Linked DNA regions of Xenopus tropicalis: region 1 is linked to region 2. The links are chromatin contacts, called in public Hi-C maps. All regions are on one chromosome and are shown on one strand. Each heading gives the region's core, a stretch centred on a gene start, on an enhancer-like site or on the middle of the called end of the contact. The rest is flanking DNA. Distances are from core to core; before and after follow the strand shown. Region 1 holds the start of uchl1 (ubiquitin C-terminal hydrolase L1). Region 2 holds the start of nsun7 (putative methyltransferase NSUN7).

Region 1 (4,163 bases), core at 409-2,908, 190 kb before region 2:
AGGGACATTTTCTCTCTGGCATTTACATGTGATTTGAGGCCCATATCCATCTTCTAGCAAACTTTTTCCAGCATTTTTTCTTGTTCTCCCTATTCATATGCTGAATCCATGTTCTAGGTGGAAATAATAAAGAAAGCCTTGATGAAGGTGCACTTGGCGACAATAATGGGCACTAAGGGTTTATAAAAAAAAATAAAAAATAGTATCAGACCCTTTATCCAGAAAGTTCCAAGTTATGGAAAGGCCATTTTAATCAAATCAGTCACATTTTTAAAAGCTATTTTCTTTTCTAATTATAAAACAGTACCTGTACTTGATCCCAACTAAGATATAATTACCCCTTATTGGGGGCAGAACAGTCCTATTGGGTTTATTTCATGGTTAAATGATTCCCTTTTCTCTGTAATAAAACAGTACCTGTACTTGATCCCAATTAAGATACAATTACCCCTTATTGGGGCAGAACAGCCCTATTGGGTTTATTTAATGGTTTATTATTACAGAGAAAAGGGAATCATTTAACCATGAAATAAACCCAATAGGACTGTTCTGCCCCAATAAGGGGTAATTATATCTTAGTTGGGATCAAGTACAGGTACTGTTTTATTATTACAGAGAAAAGGGAATCATTTAACCATTAAATAAACCCAATAGGACTGTTCTGCCCCCAATAAGGGGTAATTATATCTTAATTGGGATCAAGTACAGGTACTGTTTTATTACAGAGAAAAGGGAATCATTTAACCATTAAATAAACCCAATAGGACTGTTCTGCCCCCAATAAGGTTTAATTATATCTTAGTTGGGATCAAGTACAGGTACTGTTTTATTATTACAGAGAAAAGGGAATCATTTAAACAGTACCTGTACTTGATCCCAACTAAGATATAATTATTCCTTTTTGGAGCCAAAACAACCCTATTGGGCTTAATTAGTTTAAATAATTTTATTAGCAGATCTAAGGTAGGAGATCCGAATTACAGAAAGATTCCTTATCCGAAAAACCCCAGGTCCCAAGCATTCTGGATAACAGGTCCCACACCTGTACACTTAAAAGTAATCATCTGACCTATCACAAGCAGGTTAGAGGGGCCTTGCAGCAACACCCAATCCAGTGTTAAAAACTGGAATGGAGAAATGCCCAACTTAAGTGCTGGAAGTTTAACTCAAATATATTGATGGCCAGAGACTGGACACCCCTGTGCCCTCCCCCCGTCCCGACTCTATCTGTGCTGATGAAGCTGAGGATGAAAGCGAGGCTGTAGGGGCCCGGGTACCACAGCAGCCAAATCCTAGGGCCACGCCCTGGCAACTCGCACAGCCATAGCGCGGAGTAAGGGCAGGCTGAACACCGGGCGGGCTAAACATCGGGCCAGCGCCACAAGCTTGTGCAGAACGGAATCCCGGGAACACGCCGGGTGTTGGTGCTGCCACATGGTTATATAATGAAGGCCTCCCCATTTCGCAAGCACTCACTTTGTTCAGCATCTGTGAAAAAAATGAAATACACATAAATGACTCCAAGAACAGAACGCCAACACCTCAGTATCTAAAAGTAATAACCAGCAGCTCCTTACATACCTCAGGGTTGATCTCCATTGCGCTCCACTGCATGGCTGCCAAATGCCGTCTCACAAAACAAACACACGTTGATCCCGTTCAGATACTGACTGATGAAAAGGCACCGCCTCTGTTGCTTTTATAAACCCGGTAAGGTACCAACGCATTGCAATAGACGGGGGGGAAAGGCGATCAGCTGGTACCACTGAGTGGCTGCTGGATAGACGAACCACCCCTCAGACGTTATCAAGTAGGATGGTTCTAGTGTCTCCTGGCCGAAATTAATCATGAGTGACGATGAGTTAATAACTAAAAGTGGCCAGCGTTCATATCTTATTCTTATTTTGCGGCGTTGTGAGGGACGCGCCCCTTTTTATGGATACATTGGTGCGACTGCAGGCAAAGCGCAAGGGTAGTGAGTTCTAGAACCTACACCTTTACTTCTTTATGTTGGGAAGAGAAAGGGGTCATATGGGTGTGGTCATAGGCGTAAATCTCACTAGCGGTAAGTGATGAGGCTGAGGTGGCTATGGGATCTGCTATGTAAAGTCTGTAGCATTTAAAGGGGCCGCAGTTTGCAAACCTAAAAATAAATGCTTAGTAAAAGAAATTACTCGGCTGCAGCTTTACAGTTTACATTTACTACACGTTTTGTGGTTTTGCAGTTAAATATAACTACTATTGAGAGTAGTGTTTGACCCTTGCTTTCTCTGCACCGTTGGTTCTGACTATTGAAGTAATGTAGCACAACCTTCTGATTAAAAGAACTGTCGAGAAGCACACAAGACAGACTTCTACTGCATTGGTTGAAGAGTCAAAGCCGGCTGTGGTTCTTGCTCCTCTATCTCAGTCCTCCAGGAAACTGTTAGGCTGGCCAACCTTATGGTGGCTACACACACAACCATCTTTCCCACAACTATTGTTCATCCACTCTGCTAATGTTAAGAGCTGAATCGTCAGATATTCAAGTAAAAACTATTCTTTACCCCTATCTGACGATTCAGCATTAACCTTACGATGTTTGGGCACCTTCTAAGGCACCCAATCAAAATTTACAGTACTGCCAGATAGATGAGACAACCGATATTCAAGGCTTTTGTCACTTCATCTCTCAACAAATTCCTGTGCTCAAGATCAAGTCGATTATTTCTAGGAAATATTTTTTTACTTTTATTTTGTTGTGGAAACAATTTCCTAGGGAATATTTTATCTGCAGCGAATGTGGGTTTTTCTGTGTAGTGTCCCATGTAGGGATGCAGGTTCTGAAAGAATGGAAATAAATTCCATGGGTGTGGGAATTAGGTGGCCGTTTAAGTGTATGGCACACAGAGCCAAAAGGGCCTGACTTCTGAATTACTGGTTGCTTTGGTTAATGCTGGCCTGGGGTTGTGTTTGTGAAGTTTTTATTTTCCAATTCACAATTAGCAAACAGTAACAGATACACTGAGATACATTGGTTGTTCCCATATAGAAAATACCTCAAAGTTAGCCAAGGTTGCTGGATAGGACTGGAACAACCAGCAACTGATTCAACTATTTTAACATTTTATAGTAAGATAGGAGTGAGGGTAGGGTAAGTGTCAGAACATAACTTGGCACATATACCCTATTTTGTATTAGGGAGTAGATAGGAGTGTGCATCTATCCCTTTAAAACACACAATCCAATAAACAGTATATTGGGGGCCTGTCTGCTGGGGAAACTGAGAGGTGACATTGCTGCCTTGTCACTCGGGTTGGATTAAAGGAAAAGGAAAGGTAAAATCGCTGGGGGTGCCAATATGTTCCTGAATAAAATCAGAACTTGACTGCGCATGCCAATTTGTAGTGTTAAGAAATGGAAGGGAAATGCCACTCAATGTTGATTAGACCGTGCTTCTTAAACAAGTCAGGCTGCTGAAGGCAAGTAAATACTCTACAGAAGATTCCAGTTCAGAATCTGAGCTCTGCCATATGAGGTTGTCGATATAGTGCCCATGCCAAACAATATTATGATGAAATTGGTTATCATCTCCAAAGATTTGGCACTGCTCCAACCAACCCTCATTTGCCAACCTGTTCATTGGTTGGTGGGAGCTGTCTATCTGTGGAGTTGCTAACCCATTTTGTCATTATATTGTTTGGCACAGATGCTATATAGACAAACTCATATTGATTTGGCAGGGCTCTGTGTCTGAGGAAGTGGTACAACCACGAAACGCGTTAAGCCATGAGGTGAATATGCTCTGACCTGTTTTTAACTGATGAAATAAATACATGTTTTTATTTTTAAGTCTTTCTGTGCTCCGCTTCTCTATAAATTTTTGTTTGAAATTTTGGCCCAATCGGGGGCAGCATAGCGTGGCAGCACGAAATGACTTACTGTGGTGGGCTATCCTGGTGAGTGCTCCCCTCTCTTTCTTCTGCTCTGTGTCTGAATTGGAATCTTTTGTAAGACATTTGAACACTAATGACCTTCATTTGAGTTTCACCATGGCGTTCACCATAGATATACCGGTAATTGAAATACTTTATTTTGAATTCAGTAAAGATCCACTCATATGTCTTGTACCATTGCTTCTGAGTGTTTATTCAAAGTATAGCAGCAATGTTTGGGTGGCGTAC
Region 2 (4,558 bases), core at 404-2,903:
GCCAGTAATCTCACTGTGCCATTGCAAGTGTCAGTCACACAGAGCAAATATATTAAGTGCCTGTTAGAGGGTGATACTGGGAGAGAAAGACAAACACCATCACTAGGGGCAGCCAGAGTTAATAGGACACTGTAACTGGGAGCCTTATATAATAGGTTAGAAATTGCCTTTATTTATTTGCTATTTGTATCCATTTAATTTGGGGTTCCATAGGTACTGTAAGAGCACCATGTTGTCATTTTCTTCAGCTTCTTAGTCCTTCTCTGTGGCCCTGGGCCAGGTGTGCAGGAGCAGTAGGGTTAAAAGCTGGCTCTATGCTTCTAATTCTGGCATGAACCAATTATATTCTGTGACAAATTTAAAGAGAATAGCAGGTAAGTAGGTGCCAACTATTACCAAATACCAATAAGGTGGTTCTTATAATGGATTGTTTTATGTGTGATTTTGCTGGAATTCCAGTTCCATTTTTGGAAAGTTATATAAGGATCCAGTGTTCCCCTGTTCTTATTAGAAGGTGCAGAAAGGCCACTTTAAACACCAAGATGGGCAAAAGCTGGAGACCAGTGGCTCAGCTCTATTCATTGGCCAGTGATCAGAGCAAATCACTAGAAATGTCTACACCAAACTCCACCAGGGATCATGAACATGCAGCCCTCCAGCTGCTGTTACATTACAGCCCTCCAGCTGTTGCTACATTACAGCCCTCCAGCTGTTGCTACATTACAGCCCTCCAGCTGTTGCTACATTACAGCCCTCCAGCTGTTGCTACATTACAGCCCTCCAGCTGTTGCTACATTACAGCCCTCCAGCTGCTGCTACATTACAGCCCTCCAGCTGCTGCTACATTACAGCCCTCCAGCTGCTGCTACATTACAGCCCTCCAGCTGTTGCTACATTACAGCCCTCCAGCTGTTGCTACATTACAGCTCAGTACCCCAACTGTTGCTGGGAGTTGCAGTCAGGTCCATAAGAGTCTGGTACCTCACAGTTGCACAGAACTGCAGGAAACTTCTGTACTTCTCAGTGACAAAAACCAAAGGGTCCCCCAGGGGCCACTGCCTTCCCTGCATACATGTGTGCTCGGCTAGCTCATGGAAAACAATAATCACTGACAGGTGCCACATAGACACTTGGTGCGACTGAAGCAGAGCTGAAGCTACAGGCAGCGAGTCGCTCCGGGTACTGAGTGTGACACCCCATGTAATAGTAACGTGTAGGGACCAACCAGGAGCAGCAATTCCCCCACTCACAGGGAAGGATCGCACACTCAATGCACTAACAGAACCAATCTAAATCTGAAGAGTTGGAATTACAGTTTGCGATAAAGCTGACGATCTAGATAGCTTGCTCTAGAAGTGACTAAACGAACAGCGCAGAGTAGGTATAGTTGTACTATAGCAGCAGCCAGTGAGAAGCACAATCGCATCTCCGCACTGTGTAACCGCACACACCATAATAACTACATAGTGACACTACTATATACCCCGACCCCAGTCACTGTACCCCCAGCTCCTTGCCAAGCCTCCCCCTGCCTCCCACTTACCTGCCGTACTGCAGCTCCGCAAAAGCTTCAAACACGGCGGGGTTTATACTCTCATGGGAGGAGCCGTGCCCAAAGCTAAAGCGCTACAGCAACTGGGCGGGGCCATAGGCGGAGCCATGCCCTCAGCTAAAGCACAGAGCTACGGAACCTGGGCGGGACCATGGGCGGAGCAGCGCCCACAGCTAAAGCACAGAGCTACGGAACCTGGGCGGGGCCATAGGCGGGGCTCCGGCAGCTACAAAACACGAATCACCTAGGCAACAAGCCGCGTGCCGACAAGTTCCGTGACTTGGGGGCGGGGCATGTGGGGGCGTGGCTGTGCGTTCTGATTTACTAGGGGCGGGTACGCAGCGCTAAGGGGTGTGTGAGGCAGAGCCCGGTGGGTATCTAACAGGCTACGCTTTGGGATGAGTGGCAGGCATCCCAGGCGTGTTAGTAGAATCCCGCACAGTTGCTAAGGGTGTGTGCAGCCCCTGCGTAGGGTTGCTATAGACATTCTATGCTCTGCCCGTAAGCTTGTCAGGCCGGTATGTGCGACATTGCCACCCAGGGCAGCCGTGTGGGACCCATGTGGGTGGAGACTAATCGGGACCGTGTGACGGGAGATACTGTACAAGGCGTGATTTGTGGATGTGGGGTGTAACAGGGCTTGAGGGTTCATTCATGCTATTTCAGGGTTATGTTGACCCCATTAAATGCAGGAGAATCTGACATGTTTCTGCAGTTACACATGCCTGTCCCCTTCCCAGTGACTTACCCTTGTTACTGTACCAAACAGCACACACTGGGGCTTGTAAGGAGATAGGAATAATATGAGTTTATTTTAGTGCATTTAGGCTGTATTGGGTTTGGCCGCTACCTGGCACCAACCACTAGCCCTGGCCTGAAGGGCAGTCCCCTCAGTAGCCTATATAAGGAGGATTATTAGCGGAAAACTTCAGAGAGGCAGATGTAACAGCAGATCCTTGCTAGGCTCGGAAAGCCCGAGTCCCCACAAGGAGTTAGAGTTTGGGGTAGAGCCCCGGGTGATGGTGCGCTAGATAGGAATTGTGAGTGTGTAGGATTGGGATAGTGGCTGCTTAGTGGCGCTGTAGGGAGATGGCTCAGGTGAAGCTTGGGGCACTGTGTGTTGGGCGCTACAGGGGGACAGGTGATTGGGAAAAGAGGTCACCCTCTTAACAGCTAATGGTACTCTGCCATGCACTTACCATACGAGTCCTAGAGGCTTCAGAGAAGACGTGTAAATGTGTATGATAGAGAGAATGGGAGAGGGTCCTCTGTAAGTATAACTAATGAAACTATAGGTTCCGGGGCAACTGACTCCAATCTGTTTATACTCTGCCTGAGAGAAGCCTTCAATAAACTCTGTTGTGGTTCAATGAACTTGATTGTCATCATGACTACAGTTCTAAGCAAAGGATTCACTTCCCGGGTTGGAAGTGTGCCAGTCTCAGGTACCTACTTGTACAGGCACATAAACCAACACAGCCTATGTACTCTTATGGGCTATTTCCCAACCAGTGCTCAAGGCCTAGCTTGGCATGTATTGTGGGTATCGGCATAGCTGTGTACATGGGTCAGTTATGGTGCAACTGTGCCTAATACAGTAATGCCCACTGACTGATCCACTTGTTCTGCCCTGTGAATGTACAGACAATAAAGGGGTAAGGGCACAATGCTTTTAAGCAAAGCATGCCTTTCAGGGCTGGGCTTCTAGTTTCAGTTTCACCCATTGGGCCCATATGCAAGGAGTTTGTATGGTTCTGTTTGGGTGCTCCTGTCTGATTGGCACATGTGCTGTCGCTCCGTCAGTGCATTACATTTCCCTTCTGGCCTATGTGAGATCTGTGTTGGCAGGTTACCTGAGCAACGGGAGCCACCCGCAAGGGGAATTGCATAACCCCCCATTGTATTGCTCTGTGATTGCATTCACTTTATAATTGTCACAGAGAAAGAAACACTCTCAGAGGGAAATGGATTGGCTAACAAGTAATACAAGATAAAACCCCAAACACACATAAAGAGACAGTGAAGGATCTGGGCATGGGCCAGGAATGCTTGGTACTGGCAGCCAGGGGTGGAGGGTGACATATTTGCTGGGGGAGTATACAAATAGCATATTTATAATATGAAAACATACTGTAGGCACTGGGGAGGCTAAGCCTCACTACATTTTCATTATTCTTTGTTTATGCTGACAGTTTAATGACTGCACGACTCAGTGGAGCCAAAACATATGCACTAACTATAAGGCTTGGGATGATAAATTTGGGAAGCAGAATCCTAACACACCCTAAATGGCAACTCTACCCCGGGCCATTTTAGCTGGGCACATTGCCAGCTGTTTCCCCCGCCGCCTGCTTCGACTCCGCCCCCACATCATGCGCAGAAGAGATGTAGTCGTTCAGAGGCCGATAGGACTGTGCATTGTATTTGTTGAAGCGCACAATTGTATTGGTATTTATACAAACAATAATTTCAGAGCAGGGGAGGGGTTGGGGAGGAACGCATTTATTTTTCTCCCATACCCAGCCAAATTTTTTACCCCTCAGCGTTTTATTATTCTAGGGAGAACAACTGACCTTTAAGGGAAAGAGTCCATTATGTGGGGATATTATCTGTGCACTGGTACCTCACAAGGACCAAACATGGAGTCACTCCAGTTTCCCTGTTCCCTGAAATAAAAACTATTGCTTAAAAGGGAATCAAAACCCCAAAAAAGAATTGGTGTAAATGTACTTGATTTTCTGTTTTTACTGGTTTCAAAGATAATAATTAGACTCATTTAGCTCAACTGAGAATCTGCAAAGCAAGGGTTAACTGAATCCAGGCAGTGCATAGACCATTGATGGTCTAGCAGTATAACATGGCCCAAAACTGCTAATATCTCAGAAACCACTTCAAATAATAAATTACTGTAAATTGCAGAAGTGCTTAGAGAGCTATTTTTATAAGTTTAGATCCTTTTCAAAAGAATAGGCAAAAATTTTGGAACAATTTGGAAAAATCGTTTGG

What was found. Hi-C and Micro-C count contacts between places; a contact is called where the count stands out from the background.
Region 1: a contact with region 2 is called in a Hi-C map of neurula embryo, with 3 times the contacts expected there. The contact joins the promoter of uchl1 here to the promoter of nsun7 in region 2. A contact is called at or near these places in 2 of 5 Hi-C or Micro-C datasets (brain and neurula embryo).

Annotation. Positions count from the first base shown.
Region 1 is chr1:36,759,304-36,763,466 of UCB_Xtro_10.0, reverse strand. It overlaps uchl1 (ubiquitin C-terminal hydrolase L1), which reads right to left and starts at 1,658. Exons shown (of 10, transcript NM_001011321.1): 1 at 1,582-1,658; 2 at 1,477-1,488; 3 at 1-113. The coding sequence starts at 50.
Region 2 is chr1:36,566,213-36,570,770 of UCB_Xtro_10.0, reverse strand. nsun7 (putative methyltransferase NSUN7) reads right to left here and starts at 1,653. Exons shown (of 12, transcript XM_031895383.1): 1 at 1,544-1,653.